6 separate regions of the Mus musculus genome follow, and regions 1, 2, 3, 4 and 5 are each linked to region 6. Evidence: chromatin contacts called from public Hi-C, HiChIP or PLAC-seq and promoter capture Hi-C data. All regions are on one chromosome and are shown on one strand. The core of a region is the stretch at or near the end of the contact, and the rest is flanking DNA. Distances in the headings are between cores, read along the strand shown. Region 1 holds the start of Copa (coatomer protein complex subunit alpha). Region 2 holds the start of Kcnj10 (potassium inwardly-rectifying channel, subfamily J, member 10). Region 3 holds the start of Vangl2 (VANGL planar cell polarity 2). Region 4 holds the start of Igsf8 (immunoglobulin superfamily, member 8). Region 5 holds the start of Dusp12 (dual specificity phosphatase 12). Region 6 holds the start of Usf1 (upstream transcription factor 1).

The links. Promoter capture Hi-C pulls out the DNA fragments that hold promoters and counts their contacts. Hi-C and Micro-C count contacts between places; a contact is called where the count stands out from the background. HiChIP or PLAC-seq counts read pairs in DNA pulled down with a chosen protein or histone mark.
Region 1: a contact with region 6 is called in a Hi-C map of cerebral cortex, with 4 times the contacts expected there. The contact joins the promoter of Copa here to the promoter of Usf1 in region 6. A contact is called at or near these places in 1 of 39 promoter capture datasets (hippocampal neurons), 1 of 484 Hi-C or Micro-C datasets (cerebral cortex), 3 of 115 datasets of contacts at active chromatin or transcription factors (embryonic limb bud, memory CD8 T cells and stem cell-derived neural progenitor cells) and 2 of 9 other capture datasets (liver and pancreatic islet).
Region 2: an H3K27ac HiChIP or PLAC-seq map of large pre-B cells shows a contact between it and region 6, with 2.1 times the contacts expected there. The contact joins the promoter of Kcnj10 here to the promoter of Usf1 in region 6. A contact is called at or near these places in 1 of 39 promoter capture datasets (liver) and 1 of 115 datasets of contacts at active chromatin or transcription factors (large pre-B cells).
Region 3: a contact with region 6 is called in a promoter capture Hi-C map of pre-B cells, with 2.4 times the contacts expected there. The contact joins the promoter of Vangl2 here to the promoter of Usf1 in region 6. A contact is called at or near these places in 2 of 39 promoter capture datasets (hippocampal neurons and pre-B cells), 1 of 484 Hi-C or Micro-C datasets (embryonic stem cells) and 2 of 115 datasets of contacts at active chromatin or transcription factors (embryonic forebrain and forebrain).
Region 4: a contact with region 6 is called in an H3K4me3 HiChIP or PLAC-seq map of pro-B cells, with 3 times the contacts expected there. The contact joins the promoter of Igsf8 here to the promoter of Usf1 in region 6. A contact is called at or near these places in 1 of 39 promoter capture datasets (pre-B cells), 2 of 484 Hi-C or Micro-C datasets (CD4 T cells and muscle stem cells) and 3 of 115 datasets of contacts at active chromatin or transcription factors (SST interneurons, pancreatic cancer cells and pro-B cells).
Region 5: a promoter capture Hi-C map of liver shows a contact between it and region 6, with 2.8 times the contacts expected there. The contact joins the promoter of Dusp12 here to the promoter of Usf1 in region 6. A contact is called at or near these places in 3 of 39 promoter capture datasets (the HPC-7 cell line and liver) and 1 of 9 other capture datasets (liver).

What each region holds. Positions count from the first base shown.
Region 1 is chr1:172,080,540-172,083,835 of GRCm38.p6, forward strand. Copa (coatomer protein complex subunit alpha) reads left to right here and starts at 1,990. Exons shown (of 33, transcript NM_009938.4): 1 at 1,990-2,410. The coding sequence starts at 2,371. It overlaps Ncstn (nicastrin), which reads right to left and starts at 2,210. Exons shown (of 17, transcript NM_021607.3): 1 at 2,062-2,210; 2 at 673-777. The coding sequence starts at 2,143.
Region 2 is chr1:172,339,491-172,343,152 of GRCm38.p6, forward strand. Kcnj10 (potassium inwardly-rectifying channel, subfamily J, member 10) reads left to right here and starts at 1,720. Exons shown (of 2, transcript NM_001039484.1): 1 at 1,720-1,961.
Region 3 is chr1:172,025,675-172,029,386 of GRCm38.p6, forward strand. It overlaps Vangl2 (VANGL planar cell polarity 2), which reads right to left and starts at 1,621. Exons shown (of 8, transcript NM_033509.4): 1 at 1,324-1,621.
Region 4 is chr1:172,311,066-172,314,576 of GRCm38.p6, forward strand. Igsf8 (immunoglobulin superfamily, member 8) reads left to right here and starts at 1,302. Exons shown (of 7, transcript NM_080419.2): 1 at 1,302-1,528. The coding sequence starts at 1,471.
Region 5 is chr1:170,883,854-170,887,607 of GRCm38.p6, forward strand. Dusp12 (dual specificity phosphatase 12) reads right to left here and starts at 1,687. Exons shown (of 6, transcript NM_023173.2): 1 at 1,214-1,687. The coding sequence starts at 1,554.
Region 6 is chr1:171,409,522-171,412,944 of GRCm38.p6, forward strand. Usf1 (upstream transcription factor 1) reads left to right here and starts at 1,792. Exons shown (of 10, transcript NM_001305676.1): 1 at 1,792-1,919. Arhgap30 (Rho GTPase activating protein 30) reads left to right here. Exons shown (of 12, transcript NM_001005508.2): 12 at 1-719.

The sequences.
Region 1 (3,296 bases), core at 740-3,239, 670 kb after region 6:
GAAAGGAGCTTCAGTTGGAGAAGTGCCTCCATGAGATCCAGCTGTGGGGTATTTTCTCAATTAGTGATCAAGGGGGAAAGGCCCCTTGTGGGTGGGACCATCTCTGCGCTGACAGTCTTGGGTTCTATAAGAGAGCAGGCTGAGCAAGCCAGGGGAAGCAATCCAGTAAGTAACAATCCTCCATTGCCTCTGCATCAGCTCCTGCTTCCTGACCTGCTTGAGTTCCAGTCCTGACTTCCTTTGGTGATGAACAGCAATGTGGAAAGTGTAAGCTGAATAAACCCTTTCCTCCCCAACTTGCTTCTTGGTCATGATGTTTTGTCCAGGAATAGAAACCCTGACAAAGACAAGATCCTAGTTTGATTTCTTACTAGCATGATCCTGCTGGGAAAGTTAATCCATTTTTCTCAAGTTTTAGTTTCATCATTTGTACAGTGTTAATAACAAGGATTGTTGCAGAGGCAAAAATAAAATGCACACTTTAAAAGAGCATTTACTAAGTTTCAGCTCTTATTAATTATCTTGCCTGGTTTGACAGATGATAATCACCTTCTATACATACACTGTAATTTGAATGCCAAGACTCCTAAGCAGGATATGAGTATTTCTGAGTATCCAGGATACAAACTGAATTATTAATGACCACAAATACAAATTCCAATTCCAACTTACACTGGCAGCCAATCTGATGAGTGGCGTTGAGCAGGCGGACACAAGGAGCTGTTTTATTTAAGGGAATGTAGATTTTCCTCTCCACTGAGTTTCCCCCACACAATCCTGATCAGAAGATAAACAGTATTAGGAAAAAGTGAAAGATAATTTGGTATTAGCCTCTATCATCATCAGCTCGATTCATGGTTTCAGTAAAGCATTCACGATCATACTGTCTAACACAAGATTAATGATCATTCTTTTCACTTCTTGGCCACATTATTGGAACATAAGTATTGTAAAGAGGACCTAGCTGTGTATTTTAGAAAGTTATTAGACTCCATGATGATCGATTAATTATAAAGCTAAAAGGTGATTGTCAAAAGTCTTTGACTTCAGATGTGCCGGCGTCAAGTTTCAGGGCTAAACAAGTCTGCTTCTTTTAGCTTGCCTGTACATTACTAATTAGTTATCAAAAGAGCTCTGGTCTAAGAATATAGATTGCCAAAACCAAACAAAGAAAAGCACTAACAACAAAAACCACCTAAGAATCTGAACAGACCTAGGAGAAGAAACGTTATGCCACACACCTGGTCAGTTAATGAAATATCAGACCATTTGCCCACACACCTAGAGTATGGGACAGCTACAGTTCCTCCCTTGAAGCTAATCAAAAGCAATGTGAATGTTGAGAAAGACGGAGTCATGGCTATACAAGGAAATGGCTGCATTTCAGGGCTTACCTAGAAAGATATATATATATATCTTTGCTTAACTCTTAGTTGAACACACTATAAATAATTACAGGTGTGTTACTGATTGTACTTCATAATTTAAAGATCACTAAATAGACATTAGATTGGAAAAAAAGAAAATATTCATATACATTAAACGTCTAAGATTCCTTGAATCATTACTTCCCTCTTAACAGTTTAAAGCAGCTAAGCTAACGTTAGCCTCACTTTAGTAAGCTAAGAAAACAAGGAACACAAATTTAGGCTAGAACCAACAGGAGGAAACGGGGGCTCTCATTTTTTCAACGTCGCACAAAGACCACGAAACGAGACTGTTTTGATCTCAAACATACTAAACCGGAGGAAGGGGGCTGAGCTTTTCACACCTGTCCCTTTTGATGGCTGATGGGGTGGCTGGGCTTTAAACAGAGAACGAGGCATGCGAGAAAGGTTGAAGAGAATCAGGCTGGAAACCCAGAAAAGGGCTGGAGAGAACTAAGGAAATGCAGGTCCAGGCAAAGGAGGAACTTATGTCATGGGAACGAAAGACAAGAAGGATTTCCAGGGCGGGGGACAGAGGGGCAATCGGAACCAGAAGGGCATTGCCTGCACTAGCGATGGGCCGTTCCGGACGGCTCCTCTTAAAGACCAGAGCTCCGGGGTGGGGTGACCTCACCTGCCAGTACCACGGAAAAAGACAGAAGAAGAAGACCCCGACTTCCTGGGTCAGGCCCAGAGCCGCCCCTAGTCGTAGCCATCTTGCCTCTCCGCTGGGCGGAAGCCTCAGGTCCCTTCCAGACTCGTAGCGGCCTCTCTAGGCTTCCGCTAGCATCGTCTCTGTGGCCCAGCGCTCCAGAGACCGGAAGTCCTTGTCCGAGGAGCTTCCGGGAGCCGCGACCCGGGAGTAGCTGACGTGGAAGCCTTGGGAGTGCCACCGGGAGCGGCGGGACCCGCTAACCTGACCTAGGAGCCCGAGGCCTGAAGGATGCTAACCAAATTCGAGACGAAGAGCGCGCGGGTCAAAGGTAGTGGAGAAGAAACGGGAACAGCGGAGGTTGGGTGTTGGGGGTAGTGGTGCTGTCACTAAGGCAGGACTCGCTGACCGCGTCGGGCCTCCTGGAAGAACCCGGAGGAATAACCGAGGGAGCGGCTTAGGGTTAGTGGAGTAGTCTGCAGTCCGTGCTGCTTCGTATGTCCTGGAACTTATCGTGTCGTGGCTCGTTAACCTTAGGCCGGCTCCCTACTCCTTCCAGCCACCTCTTCTGGGGGGGTGTGCCAGCCCTTTCTGTTCTTAAGGCCTTATGACTTGGATGCTTTCTGATAACCAGGTTGTATGGAGTGTTTCTGGGGTTTGAGTCTCAGCTTCTGTCACTGGCTACTCCAGTAGCCCGTCTGCTCCATTTCCATGTCCAGTGCTTCCGCTGGACTATTTATTTATTTATTTATTTTTGGCCTATTTGGAGTGAGAGAATGGAGGCCTACTGCCCCACCAGGTCCCGAGCCTGGGTAAGATTGTCCGGTGAAATACAGATGCTTTGTGTTAGATTTGAATACCAGGTAAACAGCTAAATTTTTGGTGATAAGTCTTGAAAGACAAAGGCCTGAGATCACACTCTTTGAAAATGTCGATATTAGAAAAATTAAGTCTATGGAAATCTGATAAAAAATATATCTGGACTATTTCATGATATGCATTATAGTGAAGTGGTTCAGAATTTGTTTATTGGAGTCAGTCAGACTTGCTTAGGAATTCTGAAACGTCTACTAACAAGCCGCCTTAAGGTGTCTCCTTACTATCTCTAAATCTCTATATTCTTATCTTTAAAAATAAGGATAGTTAACACTTTCTTATAAAGAGAATTAAAATGAGAAAGTACATTAACTGTGTTTATAATAGTGCCTGGCAAGACT
Region 2 (3,662 bases), core at 470-2,969, 930 kb after region 6:
GACTTTCTCTTTGCTCACCAGGCCAAGTTGGTCCTTTGGAGTTTTTTTTTTTTTTCTTTTGGTTTTTGGTACCCTGGTCCAGGTCTCTTCATGCCCACACTATTGCTATTGCTCCCAATCTAATCTAATTGCTTCCTGTTTCCACTCACACTCAAACCATCTTGCTCACTTCCATATTAATCCCCTCCAGCTTCTTTCTGTATTTTTTTTTTTTAATCTTCACTGCCCCAAAACTTGCAGTTGCTTTCCATTACCGATAGTCATTTCGGGCTATACTTCATGTGCCAACCAACCAATCATATATTTAGTCTGGGTCTTCCATCCTTCTTGAACAAGCCTGGATTCTAAGAACTAACCTTTAGCCAGCCCTCTCCTTGTTCAAGTAGTTCCTTGCCTACTTCTCTGTTTTTCCCTTTCTCCCTCTCTCCTTCTTCCTTCCTTCCTTCCTTCCTTCCTTCCTTCCTTCCTTCCTTCCTTCCTTCCTTCCTTCCTTCCTTCCTTCCTTCCTTTCCTTCCTCCCTTCTTCTCTCCCTCCCTCTCTTTCTCCCTCCCTCCTCCCCCCTCCCATTCTTCTTTCTGTGCTGGTGATGAATGGAACCCAAGACAAGCATTCTACCTCTCAGCTACAACACCCTCAGCCCCAAAGAGGCCTTTTCAAAAGGCACATGTATTCTTCATCTTATGCATTTTGAGAGTTTTAAGCTAAACTAAAATATATATAGTTTCCCTGCTTTCAATCCTGAATTTATATTAACACAGTAAGTAAAGCAGTCTATTGATATGTAGTTCAATGTCTGTTATGAATAAAAGTGGGACGTCTTTATTTTCTTCTTTAGTGTATGCCATGCATCAGATAGAGGGTACAAATCACTCAAAACAGATCAGATAATGAGAGTACATAGTGGATGGGAAGAGTTTGACGCTATTTCCTAAGCTGATGTGTCTGTGTTCCCACAGGACTTCACAATGGCAGTTCCTCTGTCATCAGTATTCTTTCTGCCATCTCCTTGGACCTGGGCCTCCTGCATTCCTAGAACCTACGTAGACGTTATCTCTTTCCTCGAACATTTGTGGGGAACCCCCTAAATAGTGACCCTTCCTTCTTCTTCCACAGCTTTGGATGTCTCCCACACTTTGCACCGTACTGCGGCTTATTTTTCCTTGCAGGAGAAGTTGCTGCAGATGGAGATGATGTTTGGTCCTCTTTTGCACCCCACGCCGCACTCTCTACACAGGGAACAGCGAATAACTTGGAAATTGTACAGGATGCCAGAGCCCTGTAGCCCCAGGAACCCAGGCCAAGTCTGCCACAGTCTCGGTCCCAGTCGCAGCCCGTCCTGAATTCATTTCCACCTCATTAACTGGGGCCCAGTCCCGCCCCCGCGGCCCTCGTCCTGGTTCCTCCATTCTGACACGGCCGCCTCACTTTTCTTCTTTCTCTTCCCCCCTGTCATCTTGCCAGCTCGGCTTCTATCGCTACGCGTATCGTCTCTTCATCTCTCTTTCTCCGGGACTCTGTCTGGGTCTCTGTTCTTCGAGTGTTTCTGCACCCTAGTCCGTCTGGGTTTGCGCTTCCTATCCCCTAAGCCCCGCCCCTTGCCTTGCCCAAATCTCTCCAATCCCCAGGCGCTGATCTGGCGCTCCGATCTGCCATTGGCCGGCTCCAAGCTCCCCCCTCTGCCTCCGCCCTCCCGACCCCCGCCGGGCCCCTCCATTCACACAAAGTTTGGCTTCGGCACTGCAGAGGGAGGGGGCGGCCCGGCCCGGCCCAACTCTGCCCCCGGCCGGCCCGACCCCGGCCCCGGCCCCCGGACAAACCCTTATCTGATTCCAGCTCCGGGTTTAAGAGTCTTGGCCCTGCCTGTCGCACAGCTCCGCTCGCCGCTCCTGCCCGCCCCGTCTGTTCATCTGTCCCGCTGCCCCGCGATTTATCAGAGCAGCCACTTCACCTTCGAGCCAAGGTAAGACTCTGGCCCTGATAAAGGAGTGCTGGGTCCTATCCACTTATCCATCGGATCCCCCTAACCCTTTGGTCCCTACGGAAGCTGGTTGTACCCTATCAGTACAATCCGGGTCTCCCTCCTTCAGTCTTGGCAGTTCCAAGTGGACTTTCCTGGGAAGGGCCCCTCATCAAGAGTACTTTACTCAGGTTATTCACCTCGGGTCTTCCATCTAAGAAAGGGGCTTCCATGATATCCCCTCCTCATGACACTTGGCAGACCTGCAGTTGCATGGGGCTCATCCGGTTACTAGAGTAATTAATTACCACACATAAGCCTGCACCCACCCACACAGGAATAGAGACACTGCCCCTTGCTCCCAGTAGAGATAAGTTACTCCTGATTCCAGCCCTTCCCCCTTGCAGTGACATTCACACAGTGACACTCATTGACGGTCTTCTGAGCACCAGTTTGTTTACACATGGGGAGAAAGACAAGCACTAGATTAGAAGACGCAGTCACCCTGATGTGCCTGGGACCCTCTTCATTTCCTTCTGGGTTCCCACTTTGAGACCCCCTCCCTACCGACATCCCTCAATCCTTGAAATTGCCTCACAAGGACAATCTCAGAAGAAGATGTTTCTTCTGGAGCAGGGTAGATTAGTGCCTATGAATTCATCCTTTAGGGATCCCCTCTCCCACTCTCTGTCTTGCCCCATCAGGGACTGACCAAGGGCAGTCATGTTAGGATGGAACTGATTCTAGGGAGGAGACCCGAGGCCCAGAATGGCCAGAAGGACAAACCTGGGAAAGAAAAAATTTAGGGGTAGGACTTCTGGTATCTCGGGATTTCATTTCAGTAACTGAAGTGCCCTGGGCAGACTGAGGCTGACGGAGAGAGGCGAGGGTGCACAGAAATAAAGACAGATTTGGATCCAAGGGAAGGCAAAGCTTAAAGCCTGCTTAGGTTGCGTATCGATACAAATTCTGATGAGAGGTTTCTGGCCAGAGAGCCCTTGCTGTGGTGTTTGAAATGTTTTTCTCCCTATGGGACAGGCGGCTTTAGGTAGTCCAAGAGGACAGGAGATGGTAAAAGACGCCTTGGGAGCCTCCTGTTTGGGGTTACATGGAAGGCACAGAGTGGGCATGGAGAGACTGGCGCCATGAGCCGGCAGTTACCATGAGCTCAATCGAGTTTCATCTTGAACACTTTTCCCTGATCTCCAAGGAGTTTTGAATATGTTCCTGGAATGATGGAGATTCTAGCCTCTGCCAAAGTGCAGGGTTTGTCAGGTCCCCGGGGGGGTAGACTGAGTATGGGGACCAAGTCTAGAAGGAACCAGGTGTCCTGGCTCCTAGCTGGTTCTTCAGGGAGGAGGAAAAGGGGAAGAGGGGGCAGGGAAGGCACTGTGCCAGGGAGAGGGTCCAGGGCTGGACTGCAGAGGCAGTAGGCTTGACCCAGGCGGTGCCAACCCCTTCACCACCCTCCCGGTCTTTAGTGTTGGTGGCAAGGGAGGAAAGAAAGGAGGGGGGGTTAGGGGGTGATCTGGGCCAGTCCAGCCTCCCAAAGCCCTTGCCAACCTGGGTCCTGAAAGGACCTGCTGTTTTCTGAGCCATCCCCCCAGCCCCCAGCCAGAGCCCAGAGCAGCCAAGTTGTCTCAGTGGATATCAGATGGCAATGACTCCACTGGCTGGGGGTGATGGGGGGGGCGATGGGCCCAT
Region 3 (3,712 bases), core at 371-2,870, 620 kb after region 6:
AGGGGTCTCACACACTCAAGACACTACCCTTGAATCTAGGCAGGGCCATTCAAATCCTGCAGACAGCCTTCCCTGTGGGCTTTCTGCCAGGAAAATCTGCCTGCAGAGACAAGAGGTACCCCCAATACACACTCAAAATACACACTAGCAAAGACGAGCACATATCCACAGCTATCCATCAGTACAGGTTACTCACAAGAGCACAGATTCACACACACACACTCACACCCCTTCCCACCACACAGGTGCATACACACCTACCCCATATATGCCTACCACCCATTCAGCTTTTATAAACCCACCTTCTCTAATACCTGCCCATCTCTTTCCCATAAGCCCCTCTCTCAGCACATACACACACAGACACACACCCCTTCCCTTGAGTATACACACAAATACATACCCAAATACACAGCAGATGTGTGTGGTCAGCTCTCTCTCTCTCTCTCTCTCTCTCACACACACACAGAGAGAGAGAGAGAGAGAGAGAGAGAGAGAGAGAGAGAGAGAGAGAGAGAAACATCTACACATCCAAACCCAGGGCCCACCTGCAGGAACACGCAGTACGTCAAAGCGTATATGCACACACACACACACACACACACACACACACACACACACATACACACACAAAACAAAGAATCATGCATACTGATCCCCCAACCAACCCTTTAAAACTCACTAATGCAGTGCTTAGGACCTTCGATGAGTAAATAGGACAAGGGACAAATATGATGTCGTTGGTTCCCCACACACACCCCAACACACATTCACCAGTATCGCCGCAAGTCCCATCCTTGGGCTACACACACACACTGCTGTGCGGGGCCATCTCTCAAGGATCCACTCTACCCCCTAAACACATACCTGCCCCTTCCTCCCCACACTCCAAAGGTGTGTATGCATCCCTACATACCTTCAGCTTCCAATACCTCCAGCCTCCGATCCTTCCACGGCCTCTCCCACCACCTCCAACACACGCTACCCAATCCCCGGCTTCAATGGGTTCCCTTGGGATCGTTCAGGCGCCCGCCCTGGGCCCCCCGGCCCAGGAAAGTCCCCGGCTCTTAAGGCCTGGGCTCCGCCCCTTCCCCATACGCCCCTTCCCCTCCCCAAAGTTGGGGTTACTCCGCTGTGCAGTGGAGGACAGACCGGAAGGGGGTGCCTCAAGCCCCCCTTCCCCCAGAAGCCATCCTGCTTTCTCCAGGGCCGGGCGCTCCCTGGTCTTTTGCATGGTTTCCTTCTTTTTTCTGTTGCTTTCTTTCTTTCTTTCCTTTTTTTTTTCCGCAAACTTTGCCCGCGCCCCCGCGGCCCGCCACTCACCCGCCACTGCGAACAGCCCGGTGGACTGGGCGCACGCCCCACTCCGCTCCGCGCCTTTGTATCCGCAGCGCACCCGGTCTTTCCGAACTCCGCGCTCCAGAACCGGCAGCGCGGGCGATGGGGGTTGACGAGGGGGGCTCCTGAGGTCGCTCACCCCGGCTCCGTCCCAGACCACTCGCCTGTTTCCCCCTCGAGGCCCCGGGGGCAGGGGGCCGGAGGGGACTGCAGGGCACTCAGGCTCCCATGGCGGGACCCAGAACCAAGCAATCGGGGATCAGGAATCAGATCTGGAGCCGGCGGCGGAGGGGGAGGGGACCAGAGGGGGAGGGGACCAGAAGGGGGCAGGGGGCGGGGAGAGAGCTCCCAGGTGCCGCCTCCCGGCTGTTCCCGCAGCCGCCGCCCCTCCCGCTGCTGCGTCCATTGTCTGCGGCCCGGCTCTTCCCCGAGTCGCGGCACCCCCAGCCCTGCGCCTGGCCATGCCCTGCGCCCTCTGGATCCTGGGAATCCGCTCCTGGCTTCCAGACCTGGCCAGGAAGGTGTGCTCGAAGCTGCCTCGGCTCTTGGCTTTGGTCCAGCCCGCAGCCCCTCTTGGAGCTGTCTTCTTCGACCCCCGATTGAAAACCTTTCCCCTAGGCCCTGATGTTGGCCATATTCTCTTCTTTAGAACCACAAACCTGGTCTCACAAACTCCAGTGGAATCTGAGACGTGGGGAAGATTGGTCCCCTCCGGCCTAGAACTGCGAAAAGGGTCATCCCTGATATTAATTAGTGACAAGAGACAGGCCCCTCTCCCATGTATACGGTATTTCCCTGACACCATACCCCTCCTTCTTCCAAAAATAATTTAATTACTCGGTGTTCTAGCTGTGAGCGAAGACCGCCTAGTCAGACTGGGACGCTCACTCATTAACACGTTTTCCTCCCCTCTGGTTTGAGTGTTGGGATTAATTACAAAGGGAATCCTGCCCTAGGGGAGAGGGGGAGGGGGAGAAGACGAGGGCCCGCGACTTGGGGCACCAGAGGAGAGGGGGGCCTTCTCCCAGGAAGCCTAGAGAGAGAGGAAAAAAAAAAAAAAACCCGGGTGGATGCGGAACTCCAAAACTTTTGGCTAATTTAGCTTTGCAGGTAGGACCCAGGGAATGTAGGCTAGAATAAAATATCTGGCACATTTAGGGCATTTCCAGTTCAGAGCACACTAAGAAACAAACCAGTTAGAGTTGCTAAAGTGCCTAGGAACCCAACAGGGACGAGCCCACCATAAAGTAGCTGTGGGAAGGCCAGGTTGCCCTCGGAGTGAATGAAAGCAAAAGTATTATTACATTATTACATTGCTGCTAGTACTATTTACCTTGTAACCTGCCACTTACCTAGAACAGTGCCGCTTCAAAAGCATCTTCGAACACGTTTCCACACCCCCACCATCTCCACCTTCCAATTCTGATACCTGCCCCTCCCAACCCTGTGATTAAGAAATCCCAGAGAAGGCGACTCCCAGTCTCTGTTCCTTTCTCTAATGGAGTCTTCCCTAAAACTCAGGCACATCTCTGTTATACATTCGAACCAGTCCCCAAATGAGGACAGATTGTCTTTGTCCGCATATGGCTGTTCAAAGGTGAAGAAGCTAAACAAACGCTGCTTCCCTTCAGCTCTGCCCAAACCCTTGTTTCTCTCCAGCCACTGTTCCCGCATATTAGCAAAGAACTTAGCGTTAAGACGACGTGAATGAAATACAGTCATAGTTTCAAGTACCACAGTCTCTGCAAACACAATGACCTTCCTTCACCTACGTCTGTCATGTGCCAGGCACTGGACTGCTCTGGGGGTCCTGTAACCACACCAGGAATGCAAGGAAAGAGCAGAACAGTGGAAGACAGTAAAAGGAGACAGAAAGACCTCAGAGTCCCCTTACCTGTCCAAAGCACACCTCCAGTGTTGAGCACTAGTCTATAACTTGACAGTGTTAGAACTGCCACATTACGTTGCGGGCAGGATCTCTTTTATGTTTAGTGTAAATTATATTCACATTCTGCCAGCTTGTTTCCCAGACCCGGAGACAGGCCCCAAAGAATTGGAAATGAGTTTCTGACGTCAGAATTACAAATGACTTTGTAGAGCGGGCCCCAGCTGAAGTTTGAGATGTAAGTCAAGATGTCACGAACGTACGTACGGGAGACTTCAGGATTGATGTCTGTTAAGTGTGAAACGGGAATACACTCAGTTCTTCCTCTCCTCCCAGAACCAGATGTAATTGAGAAGTTACATCTGCAAGGAGAGTACTGCCTTAAACAGGTGTCTGACATTAAATGTAATCATTCTAGTGCTTCCTATCCAACAACTCTCTGAACAAGCCTCCACTCTCGCCCTTAGAATGAATTTCACACATCTTCAA
Region 4 (3,511 bases), core at 52-2,551, 900 kb after region 6:
TCCAGCTAAAGGGAGAATGCTTTCTCCCAAAGTCTCCCGGTAGCTTGCAGTTTTCACATGGCTCAACATGGCTTCTAGAGAAACAGTGTGAAGAAACCAGGCTTGGGATATATCCAGGTGACAAGGAGCAGGTCCCTTAGCCTCTTGCTAGGCAGTCTTGGGCGACCAGGGTTGGAGTTCTGACTTCCCTATAGATTCCCTATCAGTGTTTCTCTGTGGTTGCTGAATGTGGCTTCCACTGGCAGCCCCACGAATACGACTTCTGAGAAGAGGAAGTCACCGCTGGCCCGGATCTCTTTTCCTGTCTGTGCCTCAGTTTTCTCAATAGGAAGCAGTAAGCGAGGGAGCAGGGGTGAAGGGGACAAGTAGGGAATGGAGGTGAAGATCTAGACGTGTTCTAGGCCACTTCCCCCTAATGGGCACTTCCGCGCCCTGGTTTTGCAGGCTGAGCCGCCCCTTCTTCCCATCCTGGCCCCACCCTACTCTCCGCCTTTTTCACAGTTGGAGACATGGCTTTGGGAAGAGGTTTCTCTTCCTTTTTCCTACCTCCAGGCTAGCTCCACCTTCCCCAGCAAAGAGGTGTGTTACGTCCTCTCGTTGGAGACTCCAATTGGTAGAAAGCAGTTTAACGCAAAAACAAAACACCCCCATAGTTACCGTGTGCATGAAACGTATGTGCATGATCTCAGCTAATAATCGCCGTAACTCCTCGAGTGTTTACAATCTCTGTTCCGTACGTGGCGGGGGGGGGGGGGGAAGTGAGCTTGAAAGCATTGAGCTGAACAAGGATCTTCCAGCTAGGAAGTCTGGACCGCTAACCCACTTCCCTTTCGCTTTGCATTCTGACCGGGTATTAGAACAGATTTCCAGCGATCTTCCAGGACTCTGAAGCCCCTTTGGGTCCGCTTCACGTCCAGGAAACCGTGGGTCAGGCCATGCCTACATAAATCAGCAGGGTTTGCTGCCAAGACTCAGTGGCCCACATCACCCAATTGGATTCTGAGTGCGTAACCACAGTCACCCCATCATGCATCCCCAGAGGCCCTGCAAGCACCCCATTCTCCCTGGAAGGCTGGCAGGTGCAGGGCGGGGTGCCCTCTGAGCGAGGAAATGGGGGTAGAGGAGCCCAGGTGCCGCCAGTTCGCCCAGCCTGAGGCCAGAGGCGGAGCCACCATCAGGGTCGAAGTCTGGCCCAGGCGACGGCCTGGGGCGGGGCGAGGCGGGGGCGGGGCCGGGCAGCGGGGCGCGGCTGGGACTGGTCTCCCGAGCTGCGGAGGGCGGGAAGAGCGGCGGGAGGAGGGGAAGAAGGGTGGAGGGCGGGGAGTTGGCGGCTCCCGCTCGGCTGGGCTCTGCGCACCCACGCTTCACTGCTCCGCTTTCTGCCCCCCACCTGGGCATGCGCCCCCCGCGGCCCTGGCCCCCCAGAGCCCACGCCGCCCCCAGGAGTCTCCTCAGAGCCGCCTACGCAGAATGGGCGTCCCTAGCCCCACGCCGCTGAGTTCGCTCCTGCTGCTGCTGCTAATACTTGGTAAGCCAGGTGGTGGTCGCCGCGTCCCTGTCCCGGCCGGGTAGGTGCCTAACACCGTGCAGCCCACCAGCCCACCTTCCTAGCATTTCAGAGCTGGTTGCATCCCTACTTCTCCAACAGACGTGCCTCCACTGTCTCTGGGCTCGGCGTCTCGCTTCCTTTTGCGCCTGTCTGCCCAATCAGTTATGGGGAGGGTGGTGGTGTCCTCGCTCTAGGTTCCTAGCTGGGGCATATGGGCGACCTACTGAGGTATCCCCTGAGACACCATCGGGCCTCCGGAGGCAGGCACCACTTCTCATCGGTTACACCCAGCGTCTGGGGTCGTTGCTACCAAATACCGTGACAACCTTCTGCCCCACTCTCGGCTCAAGGCCTGGTTTTGGGTGTTTGCTCTGCGTGGGCAGTGCCTGGCGGTCTTCATAATTGCCTAGAGTTGGCTGGAGGCCCAGGGGCTGATTCTGACCACGATCTCTGAAAAAAGTCTCCCCAACACCCCCACCTCCCAATATAACATGTCACCATCTGAGGCTTCTTCCCTCACGTGTCTCCACCCTGGGCCAGTTCCCTCTTTGCCCTTCTTCCACGCTCCCAGATATTTGCCTGGTTGTCAGACTCAGTTGGTCCCAACATCCCTGCCTCAGGAGAAACCAGGCTCCATGGAAACTGAACCTGGGATCTCTAAGCACCCAGTGTCTGTCCTGGTGGGTGTTTATGATGGTGTGTTTTCTGGGCCAACCTTGCGTCATGTCTGGTGTGTGTGTGTGAGTGTGAGTGTGTGTGTGTTGAGGCCTGTGGAGGTTGCTAACATTACCATGTTTGGGGTCTGACTTGGAGGGCTCCCTGTAGGAGGTGTTCTGGGAAAGATATGGCATGGAGCAGTTGCCAGGAGACTGAAGCCCTTGAAAGGAACGTGTGTGTGTGTGTGTGTGTGTGTGTGTGTGTGTGTGTGTGTTATGCATATGGAGAAGATACTATAGTGGGGCACCCCAACCTCCTTCTCTGGTTTATACCAGAACTGCGCAGTGTTGTACAGAATGGTTCCTTGGGCTTCTTGGGGCCAGGATGAAAACTCCTTTGGGAACAAGGCGGGAGGCAGAGTGATGTAGGGAGTTGAAGGAGCTGTGGGGCTTGGTTGCCTAGCGATTGCTTCTTTTCCTTTGGGCTTAACCCGAGCAGGGATGAGCCCAGGGGTGGTTGGGAGGAGTGAGTGTTATTCAGGGGCGGGAGAGGAGCTGAATGTCATCTTAGCCCACTGCAGCCAGCACTGGCATTCACTTCACAGATGATGTGAAATACCACTGTGTATCCAGTGAGGGTGGGGGGTGGATTTGAACTCAGAACTGACTCCAAAGCAGACCTTTGGCTGTTAGAAAGGAGGCAGCCCAGCCATTGAGAACCTTGTAGCAGCCTATGTTCTGAGGCTGTGGGGACAACTTTCCCATGGGGATCTCCAAGCATCAGCTTGTGTGGAGCCAGGAAGGTGGGAGGGGACCTTCTCAGCAGAGTTTACCCATGGGCAGCCAGGATGGTGTCAGCTTGGCTGCCTTAACCATCCTCCTGATTATGAAATGTGCCTGGAGCGATATGTGCCTGAGTCACACACATATACTCACGGGTTCAACATCAGAACTGGGAGCTCTTAGTGCTGAGAGATAGAAACTGAGACCCAGGAGAGGAAAGGGTTGGTCCCATGTTGGCTTTCTGACTCTAGCCTCTGCTTCAGGCGGTGGTCATGTGTTCTCTGCGTGACGTAGCCAGAAGAAGGAAAGGAGCGAGAACTGTAGAGCAGGCTCTCAGGCTCTTGGGTGGTTTCCTCCAGGGCCAGTAGCAAGCTGTGGACTTACCCCTGGAAATCCGGGAAATTACAGTTTTGTAAACCAGGGCTCTCCTTGGAAGCATCTCCGCCTTCTTGGTTTTGTCCCTCTTCAGGGGTGTGTAGAGGCCCTCCAGAGAGGGCAGGGACTTGGCCACAATGTCACATTT
Region 5 (3,754 bases), core at 437-2,936, 530 kb before region 6:
TTTTTGGTTTGTTTTTGTTTCCGAGGCAGGGTTTCTCTGTATAGCCCTGGCTGTCCTGGAACTCACTTTGTAGACCAGGCTGGCCTCGAACTCAGAAGTCCGCCTGCCTCTGCCTCTGCCTCCCCAGTGCTGGGATTAAAGGCGTGCGCCACCACCGCCCAGCCTCAATCACTTTTCTATACAACTGTCCAGTCTTAATTATTCCAAGAATGTGAACCGTTTTTGTCTTAGTCAGGGTTTCTATTCCTGCACAAACATCATGACCAAGAAGCAAGTTGGGGAGGAAAGGGTTTATTCAGCTTACACTTCCATGCTGCTGTTCATCACCAAGGAAGTCGGGACTGGAACCCAAGCAGGTCAGGAAGCAGGAGCTGATGCAGAGGCCATGGAGGGATGTTCCTTACTGGCTTGCTTTCCCTGGCTTGCTTTCTTATAGAACCCAAGACTACCAGCCCAGGTGGGTGGGACCTTGATCACTAATTGAGAAAATGCCCCACAGCTGGATCTCATGGAGGCACTTCCCCAACTGAAGCTCCTTTCTCTGTGATAACTCCAGCCTGTATCAAGTTGACTCACAAAACCAGTCAGTACAGTTTTCCTTTGGTCCGTGAATGTTTCTCTAAACTTGCCCGTCACGTATAACTTTGATTAAAAATCCTCCAGCATGGTTTCACACTCAAGGTGTGCAGCCCTCTGGACAGAAGCAGGTGGACATCTGTGCTTTTTGAAGCCAGCCTGCTCTACATAGCGAGTTCCAGGCCTGCCAGATCTATACAGTAAGACCCAGTCTCAAAAAACAAAAAGTCACATGTTTTTCCCTTGTTAATCACAGTGGCCTTTAGGGCGAGGAAGTATCACGTATTTTCACCCCAATACATCTGACCTGTATTACATTCGCCGGCTTGAGTGTCTGACTTCTCTTACAAATCTGATAAACTTTAACCTAACCCCCAAAATATAGACAAGCAGATAGAACGATGGACGAATGGACGGATAGATGGATGCACAGACAGACAGACAGTTGCTGCAAGATGAAATCAAACAAAACACTAACCAAGGGCGGGTTTTGGAACCCTCATTGGAACCACACACCCCAAGGGAAGATGAGGAACGAGGGTCTTGGCTCTGACAGCCTGGAACCTCCACTTTTGGGCGCCTCTGCAGAGAGGCGAGACCCGGTGCAAGGCACCGCCCCCCTGCACGTGGCACTCACCAGTGCACCAACACCGCGCGGCCTTCGGAGCGAGCCTGGCCGATGAAGGCCACGCAGCGATCCAGGTGGCTGAGCAGGTCGGTCTCGGGTTTGTCCAGCGCCGGCACGAAGAGGCTCCGGAGACCTTCGAACCCAGCCCCAGCCGGGAAAGCCGGTTCAGAGTCCACCGTCAGCACGGCGGTGATGCCCGCCTCCCTCAGATGGCCCGGTTCCGCCACTGCCGCTGCCCCACCCAGATACAGCCCGGGCCGCACTTCCACGGCGTGCCCTGCCGAGCTGGCGGGACTGGCAGTCGGAGCCTGGCGCTCGCAGCCATGGTTAGAACCCTGCGCTTCCAACATGGCAGAGCCAGGAAGCCAGGCAGCCGCTGCCCGCCACCAAGTCACCGGCTAGAGTGACTGACTCCTGTGTCGGAATAGCTCCAGCCGCTCAGCAGCGCCGTGGGAGGACCATGGCAATAGGGAAAATGACTGCTTCTGGGGAAGGTGATGTGAGCCGTGCTCGGGCTGTGTGCTTAAATAAGCTCCATTTAGAGCAGCTTTTCCACCCAACCTTCTAAAGTCCAAGGCAGAAAAATAAAGTCTCCATTCATCCGTTGCTGGTAGGACCACAAACTTGTACAGTCACTATGGAAATCAGCTTGGAGGTTCCTCAGGAAAATGGGAATCTATCTCAAGATCCAGCAAAGCCACTCTTCCTACCATTTGAGACATTTGCCCAACCATGTTGCCTATTGATGCCTCATAATAGCCAGAAATTGGAAACAACCTAGATGTACAACAGAAGACTGAATAAAGAAAATGTGGTACATTCACACAATAAGGTATTACTCAGCCATTTTAAAAAAAAAAAATAAAATTTGCAGATAAATGGATGAAACTCGGGAAAAAAAAATCATTCTGAGTGAGGTAACCCAGACCCTGAAAGACAAATCTGGTATGTATAAGCTTATATGTGGATATTAGCTGTGATAACTGATGTGTTAAAATAGAGGCTCGAGTCTGAACACAGTACACTGGGCCCAAACAGTTCCACGTGTAAGAATTTTATTGGGGGATGGGAGGGAGGTGGCGGCAGAAAGAGAAGTGAGGGAGGGAGGGAGAGGGAGAGATGGGGGCAGCTCTGGAGTGGGATGTTCTTCTTGAGGCTTTTGGGGTAGAGAGGGAAGAGCTTAGGCGGAGGGTAGGACTTTGTTGAGATATTTAGGGATGCTGTATAATAAAGCGTTTACTTATCTAAGCCTAAGTTACCGTGCTGTTGTAGCTGATCTGCCTTCTGTGATCCTCTGAGGCCAGAAACTACAGTTTCTGGCAACTAGCACCTCTTCTTCAAGCCACAAGAGAGATAGATAGATATGTCTATCTCAGCAGGAACTGCTGGGCTCTAACTTTCAGCCTGCTAGTCCGGTCTCAGGAAGAGAAGACACTTAGATAAATAATTATAGAGTTTATTACCAAGTTGTAAAAAGTTTCCTATGAAAGCTATCTAAGGGGAAAAGCAGAAAGATCCTGAGTGGGTAAAGGGAAAAATTCTCTAAGTGGGGAAAGGGAAAAGAATCTAGTCTAAGTGGGGAAAGGCAAAAAAGTCTCCTCTATTGATCTTAGCTCTCCATTGATCTTAGTTCTCTATGATTCTTTCGTGTCTCTTTGTCCTTGGTACTTATACGTCTTCCAGAATACATGATCACATGTTACAAGTTCATCACAAGTTCACACAAAAAATCAAATCATAAATTGAAATAGAAGTTTACAGCAGAGAATGTTTACATGCATATCCATTAGGAGTGATTATCTAGCTAAACATCGATCACCTGTCTCAGCTCCACAGGTTCACTGAAGGTTTAAATCCATAAGTTATAAAGTGAAGGTTTGTATAGATAAGCCCAGTTGGTATTTTATCTTCTGTCCTAGCACCTACAATAAATTGTTAGTTGCCTTTTAATGACCTTTGGTTAATTGTTTTACAACCTCTTGGAATGTGCTCTGAGTAGGAGAAGGTCTGGTTACCATCTAAGAGCAATTAACTGGTGATACTTGGGAGAATGACAGATTTCTCATTGCAGCTTTGACTATCAGAAAAGGACCTAACAGCAGTCCTGTTATAAAAGAGCTTAATAATCAGATATAATTTTAGGAATTCCTATAGGATCATCATGAAGACTTAAGTTATCTATTTGTCTATATAGCAACACGACAAGATCTTCATGGATCTGCAGAGATCTGCTCCAAAAGGGTGTGCTACTACTTAGTGATTGTTATATATATTTAATAGTAACAGAAAAAGCATATTAACAGGAAAAGCATATTAATAGCAGGAATCTTTCCTAAAATTAGTCCCTCACAGCCTTGCTTAATGAGGGCTCACCTGTTGCAGATTATATAATAATCCAAAGCAGGCCACTTCAGGATGATCATCTGCTTCCTATTATGGCTCCTGACAGAGTGGGGGGGGGAGAGAGAGGGAGAGAGAGGGAGAGAGAGAGAGAGAGAGAGAGAGAGAGAGAGAGAGAGAGAGAGAGAGAGAGAGAGAGAGAGAGAGGTG
Region 6 (3,423 bases), core at 542-3,041:
GCCACTTATGTCTTAGCAGAGTCTTAAGAAACATAGAACAATCTTGTTTCCAGGGAGTTAACAAAAACATAGGGTAGGTAAAAGCTTTTTTTTTTCTTAAATTTAAATACAGTGGGGGAATTTCAGCCAAACTTTTGCCCTATTCTGAGCTGTGAATATCTCTTCACAGAAGCCTACTGTAGATGTGGGAGATATAGGACCAGATATAGAATAGCTCACCCCTGATTTGTTCCTAGATTTTTGGCTGTCTTCTGACCCTCTTTAGTTTCAGAGTAGGAGAAACATCCAAGAAGCTCTTTAAAGTCCTCAGTGTTTGCTGAAGGAAATGGGTGGCATCCTCTACCTTCAATTATTTTGCAGAAGAGGTCCTCCCATTTTAGGAAAAGGGAATGTTGGGCTGAAGAGATAGCTCAGAGGTTAAGAGCACCTACTGTTCTTCCAGAGGTCCTGAGTTCAATTCCTAGCAATCACATGATGGCTCACAACCATCTGTAACGGAATTTGATGCCTTCTACGGGTGAGTCTGAAGAGAGCAATGGTGTACTCATTCATATACATAAAATAAATAAAGAAAGAAAAGAAAAAGGAAAAGAAAAGTAGAGGGAATGTCACTCAATTTGGCTCTAGCACTGTCTCTGCACAGGCTGGGGCTACAGGCCACCATTTAGCAATGGTGGGTATTTGATAATAAAAGCTGAATTTTTTTTTTAACATTTAAACAGTGTATGTACTTTGTCTTATTAAAGTTTTGGGTGAATGGTATCACATTCCAAAGTTGCCAAAATGTATATATCTTGTTTTTTCTTATTTAGATATTCTTCCTCAGTTGTCATGGGAAACTGTAGCTAGAAAGTAGAACTGGGTTCATGGTGGTCAAGAAATGAGGAAGAGAAACCTGTATTTACATAATGTTCATCTAATGCCAGGAATTGGGCCAGATTTGTGTGCATAAAAACTTTGCTCTTGAATTTATTTAATCCACTTGATGTGAAGTTGGTATTGGTATTTCCGTTTTACAAAGAAATTGAGCTGTAGTTAAGTAAAAATGCCCATCAAAAACCTCAGAGTTAAGAAGTGTTAGTTTCTAGGTGTGGTGGCTGTCTTTAATCCTAGCACTTGGGAGTGGAGAGATCTATGTGTATTCGAGTCCAGCATAGTTTATGTAGGACTACATAGAAATACCCTATCGCAAAAAAAAAAAAAAAAAAAAAAAAGTGTCAGTTCAGAGTCTGAATGGCTTCAGAATCTGAATTCTAGCTATTGCTATTATACTTCACTATTCCAAAATCACTCTGGGTACACCCAGAATGAAGAAAATGGTAATCAAACTCGTCCCCACACGTATTTAAGAGCCTGAGGAAAAGCTATGAGGTCTTTGGAGTATTGCTGACGTTAATACAAAGGTATATACCCAGATCCACGTACACTCAGAAATGTCCCAAAGTCCACTTGGAACCCCCTCAAAGTGATGCCCTGATCCAAGATGGCGTCCCACATTGCCCTTATGAAAGATGGCGCCTAAGATTGCCGTTCCACCCTCTACTTCCTTTTACTGGAAGTAAAAGGGCTCCGCCTACCACAAGGATGGAAGTACAATTTAGTCGGGTTTTTTTTTTCCTGGTTCTTACTGAAAACAAAGGCCTCTAGCGAGGTCCCCAAGGATACCGTCTGTTTCCCTTCAGAGCCTGCGACCACTCACGTACCCACATCCGCTCTAGCGGGCATCAGATTTGAAGCGAGCGGAAGTGTGGCAGCTCGGGGGGCCGTCCGTCGGCTGGGCGGGTCGAGGGCACACTTCCGCCCCTCACCAACATGGCCGCAGGCTGGGACTGCGCATGAGCAGCTGTCTATGGAGAGACCTAGATCCAAAGACGGAGAAGGCTGCCGGGGGAAATCGGCGACTGAAGCGGCCTGGCCCGGTGAGTGCGTCGGAGCCGGCCGGAGTCCGGACGCCGGTGGATCGGCATGGCGGGGCACCTTTGCTTTGGCTGGCGTTTCCCAGGCCAGGCCACGCCTGGGCACGGAGCCTTTGTTTTGGGGGAGGGGGCCGTGCCCGGCTCTTTCTCTCCTGCTTTGTGGGCCGAGCTCGCTCCCCGCCCCGGTGTGCACACGTCCCAGCCGCCTGCGGTGGGTATCCAGCTTCGAGCCGCAGGCCCGGGAAGGTCCCCGGCGTCCTTTCCCCGTCTCTCCTCCGCGGAGCAGCTGGGGCGCAGGCGAGCTGGGCTGGGACCGGCGGGGTCACCGCGCGGGCTGCGGGGCTCGCGCCTGCCGGGTACTCAGGTCCCCAAGCGCCTACTACTAGTCGGTGGGCCTGCAGGGAGACGCGTCGTTCTCGGGCAAGGTCCGGGCGCTTGAAGTCTTTGGGAACTTGATCTGGTTTTTGTGTGTGGGTGGTGGTGGGGGGTGTTTTGTTTTTTAAATTTCTGCCTTTGCGTCTGTGCTTGGTGAGGACGTTTGCTGGGCTCTCCTTTTGAGCATGCAAAACCACAAAATCCTAGGCTGATTTCCGTATCACGTATTATTAATGCTCAGGATGCTTCCGGATATACAACCAAGGTTTGAGTAAGGAGCCTACCGCCGTTTCTGGGTAGCCTCAGAAGTTGCGCTGACAGCTGTTGGCTATACGGTTGTCTCGTGCGCCTTGCAGTCTCTTTCATAGCCTCCTCCTGCAGGCCGTGCCAGGAGCTTCAGGAGGAGCTCTTCCTCCTGTTTGAGGATGGAGACCCCCTAGGTGGTCCGTACATCCGGACGCTGCCTCCCTTTGCAGCCTTACTTTCTACGGACAGTTTCACTTTCAGTTCCCTTTTGTTATTGTTGTTAACGTTCTTCTTTGCACACGGTCTTTCCGAGGCGCATTATCCGCTAAACTAAGGTTTTTCTTTGATTAGAAAGGTTTGGAAGATCTTGCGGGTAGAGTGTTTAAAAAAAATCTTGTCCTTTCTTGTTGAGATTATTTTATTGCTTTGTCCTATGCAGCTGTTTCTTTCTGGTGGCATCTGTCTGTACAGTTCTTTGTTTTTTCCCGTTCTCTGGCTGGTTGTCAAAAGTCCTAAGGCAGGAACATTGTAGATGGATTCCTCCCCCTTTGTCTTTTCTCCTGCAGAACCCTGAGCCTGGAGGTTTTCTTTCCCCCCCTCCTCCTGAGGCTTAGTTGATTTGGAGTTGTCATGGCAACATTTTAGCAACTATGTTGCTCTACAGGAAGCCTTGCTGGATAAAATAAAGAAGCCTTGAACATGATGCACTTGGGCACTGGTGTTTGTAACAGATGCTGTAAATCTGGACTCTCTCAAAACAAGAGCCCCGACAGCGGAGTAGTATCCAAGAGCCAAACCTGGGTTTTATGCTTAGTGATGGTTTCCCAATAGCAAAAAAGGTTTCAGTTTTCCTCTTCTTAGATTTGAGGACTGGAATTTGTTTTTT